2 separate regions of the Mus musculus genome follow, and region 2 is linked to region 1. The links are chromatin contacts, called in public Hi-C maps. All regions are on one chromosome and are shown on one strand. The core of a region is the stretch at or near the end of the contact, and the rest is flanking DNA. Distances in the headings are between cores, read along the strand shown.

What was found. Hi-C and Micro-C count contacts between places; a contact is called where the count stands out from the background.
Region 2: a Hi-C map of the N1E-115 cell line shows a contact between it and region 1, with 7 times the contacts expected there. The contact joins the enhancer-like site here to the promoter of Arhgap15os in region 1. A contact is called at or near these places in 4 of 39 promoter capture datasets (frontonasal cranial neural crest, hippocampal neurons, liver and 1 more), 1 of 484 Hi-C or Micro-C datasets (the N1E-115 cell line), 2 of 115 datasets of contacts at active chromatin or transcription factors (embryonic stem cells and fibro-adipogenic progenitors) and 1 of 9 other capture datasets (adipose tissue).

Annotation. Positions count from the first base shown.
Region 1 is chr2:44,063,884-44,066,860 of GRCm38.p6, forward strand. Arhgap15os (Rho GTPase activating protein 15, opposite strand) reads right to left here and starts at 1,441. Exons shown (of 3, transcript NR_040622.1): 1 at 1,351-1,441. It overlaps Arhgap15 (Rho GTPase activating protein 15), which reads left to right. Exons shown (of 14, transcript NM_153820.3): 8 at 1,101-1,224.
Region 2 is chr2:44,303,999-44,306,928 of GRCm38.p6, forward strand. All of the region lies in intron 12 of Arhgap15 (Rho GTPase activating protein 15), which reads left to right. Among named protein-coding and RNA genes, the nearest start is that of Gm52508, 23 kb to the right of the region's middle. Within about 2 kb of position 1,458, at least 27 of the 459 cell types and tissues checked have an H3K27ac peak or open chromatin away from gene starts, as enhancers often do. A contact at or near this core is called in the N1E-115 cell line, where this site is marked.

The DNA.
Region 1 (2,977 bases), core at 191-2,690:
ACATTTTTTAATTAAAATGTAGTCATTTAAATCTTACTGTTCAGGCATATAAGGTTCACACATGTAAATGGATCCTATGTCTGAGAGATACTAGCTATTTTAAGCTTAATAGAAAGCATAAGGAATGTTCCTTCCGTCAAGATTTGTGAGGTAGACATCATTTCATCTTTCAAACGAGCACTGTTCTTATTCTGGAATAGAGCATGGTCTCCTTTTTCTGGAGGTTGTAAAAAGCACTCAGGTGCTTGAAAACTATATTTTCTGCTTGTTGTAGTATCTGACATATGTTATTCTGGAAATTAAGTATCTTTGTATCTATGACCATAGTTACTGTTATAATACCACAAGGAAAAATCATTCACATGTAATGTTATTATTTTCCAACTAAGCTAGAATGATCTTCTCAAAAAAAAAATTAAATACCTAGAACGTTAGAAAAATAGCTCAAAGTATGCATTCAGATTACATGTTTTTTAAGGCTTAAATTATTTAAAACTTTTTTATTGACTTAATTTTATTTCACTTATGTAAATATATAATGGAAAAATATTCTTGAGAACTCTTAGTATGCTCTAAAACAGGATAATGTATTTAAAACCTTTCATTATATCTCTTAAAAGATCAAACTGTACAAATTAAAATTGTCTTTCCATACTATCAACAGAATCCCCAATATATAGACAACAAAACATGGATTATTATCTTTAAGTATACAATATAAGGCCAGAAAAACTTTAAACACTGTTCGTATTTACTCGATGCATAGTTTGGGAAAGATGTTTTTTCTTCTTCTATATCTTTTCCTTGTCTGTTTTCTCAGAACTAGTAATGTTGTCTATGTGTGGGCCCTGCTGAATTCCTGAGAGGATTAACTGAGTTGATATATGTACAGTTCTTTGAATAATTCATAGCATTTAGTAAGCACTATTTGGATGCATGAATCAGTATAAACACTGTGCTTAGAATACAGGCCGTTACCCAGCCACACACACACACAAAAATTAACTTACTCAAAAGACCGGTTAAATTTAGCATCAAGATAAGACACAAAACTCGCGTATTCTTTCTTCCTAGTAAAAGGTACTCTCTATTATTTCTAGCCAAAGAATCCAAGTTGTGGGTCCCTGGAGTTGTTCAATTTGCAGAGATCCTCAAGTTCTGAACTGCCGAGTCACTGCCACATCGATAGAAAAGAACAGAAACCAGAACACAGGAAGTCCTTCAGTAAGTGTTTTCTTTGACTGCTCCTTTTACCTCTGTCTAAATGCAGAGCTTATGAAATATAAATGTATTAAAATGAGATTTAAGCCAAAGCCAGGCTACTTTGGAAGATTCGTAGCCATTTCTTACCTAGGGATTCATGCGCTGGAGGGCAGTCTGGGCATTCGGCTCACATCATTGTTGGTAATATCTTTTGAGAAAATAATTGTTCCAAGGTCATGGTCTCTGCTTACAGCAAACCTCTGAATCTCTGAGTAATCGCCACAGAGTTCAGATTGGTGATTGATTTTGAGAGTGGGAAATGTCAAGCATCTGGCATGCTGACCATTTGATTTTCATACATTAAAAGACAAGAGTGACCATCAGAGTTGGCCCAACTAAACCAACAGCTTTTGCACCAGTCCACACTTCCAGAAAACCAGGGAAATTTAGAAATATACATTCCAGAGTGGACAGGAAACCTGAGACCTGAATGAAGTGGTTATCGAAGTTACGGTGAGTTCTGCTTCCAACGCAATTGATTAGGAATAACAATAACTTATATCACTTACATTATGCTCTTCGAAACTTATTTCTTTAGCCAGCCTGCTTCTTCCTCAACAAAAGGGGATGATTACAACATGCCACATGTAATCCACACAGGAAAACTAAGCACTAGACTTCTGAAAGGACATGTAGATATATTTCATATCAGCTAATTCTGTCTTTAAAATTATAGCAACTTCCTTAAACCTCCCACCCAGCTATTTTTAACCATTTTTTCTACATGGAAATATATTTATATCCTAGTTTTTGAAACTTAAGGACAAGTCAGTAAGTTACAGAAACACCAGTACATGAGGTGTAAATAAAAATGTACGGTAAATGAATATATTTGTTTATAACACATATGCGTCATTAGAAAAGATGTGGTAGTGTATGCGTGGCAACATCTCTTTCAAAGATGAATGATTAAGACCCACCGTTCTAGAGGCTACAGGAGATGTTGAATTGAGATCCTTTTGAAAAGAGGGAACTAACTGTTAAGGGGCCTCTGCCATAGTTTTCTCCAGCTACCAGAGACTGATTCAGCAAATCATCTGCTTAATGCTGCTGTTTAAGAAGGTTGTAACTGCCTATGGCCACAAAGTCCATGGGGTGTTGGTGAAGACTCATCTGTGCCTTTTTAAGGGCTATTATTTGGAGTTAATTTAAATTCAATAGTAGTTTCCTTTACTTCTTGAGTTTCTGTCTTTTGTTGCACCTGGGATGAGGTATAAGGTAACATATCTAACACAGCCTTACAGAGTTAGGATTCAGTTATGAGTCAATACTTAATGTTAATTATGTAAATATTTTGTTGTAAATGCACAAGAGTTTGTGATGCAGTGATTATCAGATCTGAAATCTGATATTTAATTGCCGTTGTGGAAGAAAACTTAACATGCTTTTAAACCCTGAAGCAGTGTGTGTGTGTGGGGGGTGGGGGGGAGGATTCGCAAAAGCATGTTTGAGAAACTGAGGCTGACAGATGCAGCACTGAACAGTAATTACATGAAAAGTGTTAGAATGTTTCTTAGAAAAAAAATTTTATGAAAAGAAGAGTCAGTCTTTCTCTATAGTTAATTACCCCACATTAGAAAAGAGTATTATTGTTTCCAATTCTAAGAAGGGGCAAAGTGTCGACACTTTGGTCTTCGTTCTTCTTCAGACCCATGGAAAGAGTTACAGAGACAAAGTTTGGAGCTGAGACAAAAGGATGGACCATCTAGAGACT
Region 2 (2,930 bases), core at 208-2,707, 240 kb after region 1:
AGAAGAACATTGCACCTCGGCATTCAGTCTGGCCTTTTATTAATGGGTGACCTATTAGGCAGAACCATTATCAAGCCCAAATAAGCAAAGTAAACCACTCTCTCCCTTCCCAGCTACCACCTCTGGATGCTAAACAAAGGTGTCCACTGAAGAGAAATCAAAGGGTACCCTTCCCTTTCTTCTGCTTGATCCCAGTTCAAACATGATAACAGTTTTCCTGCCTTTTTGCTTGTTTTAGTTATTATTTTTTATTGCCCGAAAACCTCAGCTGATCTTTTAGAAAGTCTGCACGGTCTGGATGGGCAGAGATGGAATGCATCATCTCATCTCAACAGAGACAAAAAAAAAAAAAAAAAAAAAAAAAAAAAAGTCTTGACAGCTCAATATCCTTATTAGGGCTGTAGGGTCCCATGGGCCACTGCAATACAGTGTCACACAAGAGGCAAACTTCTGAACTTGCTGCCCTGAGACCTTCCCTTAATCTTTTACTGTGGAATGAAAGATCAAAAACCTCAAGCAGTTTTAAAAATATGCAGCTAATGTCACGCAGTTAAACTGATGTAGCATGCATGTTGTTTTGCAAGCTAACAGGTTAAATATGGCTTTGCTTTAAGATTCCCATCAAATTTCGTTTTTATAGAGAAATTTCTGAAAGCAGAAGGGGTTGAGGGAGGGTGAGGTAAAAAGAAATAAATCATTGTAGTCTCAGGAACAGTAATCCTTGTTGAGGATTTTGGCTGATTGATATAAATAACATCGGCCCCGCCATCTGTCCGAAGAGGGACCTTTCCAGTCAGTGTTAAGCTGCAACGGCAGAATAATTAATGAATGGTGTCCTTTGTGCTGGTAATAAAGACAAGACAAATTATGTTATAATCCAACTGCTGCTCATTTGTCACAGCCAAATAAAATGTCAAATAAAAGTGAGGGGGGCACTGTGTTTGTTTAACGGACGGCATGCTACCTGTTTCTATTGTTGACAGACAACCAGAGTGTAAGTTTTGAACGTTACAGAATAGAAAAACCTCTGAACTCAAATCGCATTTCCTTGAGAGCTGGGGTGGGCATCTAGCGAGATACAGGGGGGGGGGGGGGAGCCTGGCAGAGAAACACTGAAGTAAGTTTTAATTAGAGAGCTGTAATGCCACCGGCTCCTCTGAGTAAGTCGGTTGCGATTGCAGTGCAAAAGCTCTGCCTGCAAAGTCCAAGTTCAAAACACAGCTGAGCTATTTGCAAATCTGCAAGAATTCGGTAGGGCTCTCATCTTGCATTTTCAGGATAGACACATTCATCCAGTTGCTCAGAAAGCCAAATAATGAAAATGGAGCCGGGATTTAGCAAGTCCCGCTGGGAATTACCTATGACGGAGGGCAGGGCTGCACCTCCTCAGAACATGCTCCTGCTGTAAAGATTCACAGACCTGGCATTCAGACAGGCATCTGTCGCTTGCTCTAATGCCAGTTCATAGTATACATACAAACATCTGCTTCCGTGCACAAAGGGATACAGAGCGCTTGACAGGTCTGTGTTAGCTGGCTTCGCAATGCCAGTTCTTTATGCAAAAACCCTAATGCTTCCCGGCAAGCCATTAGAAGTGATACAATCAGCCCAGGCCCCATTAAGCCATCAGTGTCCACCTGTGATAAAGATGGCCATTTGTTTTCTTAAAGCCCACTTAATGTCTGCTTAACTCAATTTGTCAGGAAATGTAGAACAATTTCCTCACAGTCTGAAATTTGGTAGTGGTTCAAGTCAAAGGCCAGGTCTCGTCCTATTCAAATGATGGAATAAACAGCCTTCACGTTGAATCTCCCTAAGGAACCTGTGTTTACTTTTTCTGAAAAATATGTTGCTGGAAAGGGAAAACATTTGCATCCCTTTACCATTTTTTTTTCTTTCTGAAGTCCTGGAATATATCTAGCAGGGAAGAGGGCTGTGGCTGGAGTATCTAAAAAAAAAAAAAAAAAAAAAAAAAACCCATAATTTTTATTTTCTTTCTTAATTCAGCCAAAAATTGGCTTTAGGAGAAGAGCCTTTGCAAAATGTCACGGCAGTGATCCCTTTGCTGGTTTTAAAACCTCCTATTGTCATATGTACCAACTTACCACGTGGTTCACTTCTGCTTAGAACATATCTGAATTGCTTACATTTATAGCTACTTGTTAGAAATTGGTATTGTCTTTTTATACACTTTAACACAAAAAAAAAAACTTTAAGGTTTTTTTGAAAAACGGAAAAGTTCTTAGGAACTTATGTTAATCAAATGTGGAGTCTTGTGTTGCTTCTGTTTCAAATCACTTTTAGCCACATGGCCATTGAAGACCGGTATTTCTATGGTTAACCAACAGGGGGCTCCCTTAAGCATTTCAACTATAGTGGGGCCCTAGCCCAGCAAACTTATGCCCCATGAAAAATAAACATCAATTTTGACCAACATTTAATCAAATATTTATCACTCATTCAACAACTTCTCCATTGGAAGATTTGGCTTTCAGATCCTGGTATCTCTGCTTAATGTGCATAAGAGCTGGCTACTGGTTACTAAAGCATTTCTCTGTTCACGACTTGTGTGCGAGATCAAACAACGAAGTCAATAAATTACCTGGCTAATTTGATCAGCGAATACTAATTGGGCATCTATAGTGTTCAGAAAACTGAGGCAAATTGAGGTTTAAGTATGTACATTAGTTGAATAACTACCTCATTTTTAATTTTACAAATAAAAGGAACCTTAATAGGTATGTTTTCCAAAGAGAAGAGAAATCAAGGCTGGATTGTGGTGAATTGTGTGCTTGTGAACAAGAAAGCAGCTGCCTATTTTTTTTTCCAACTTGGCAATATACCAACAGCTTTGCTTCTGCTCAGTGGTGTTGTGTGTACATGGCTTGTATGTTTCATATTCCACTATTCTAAGATGCAGTCCAGCAGAC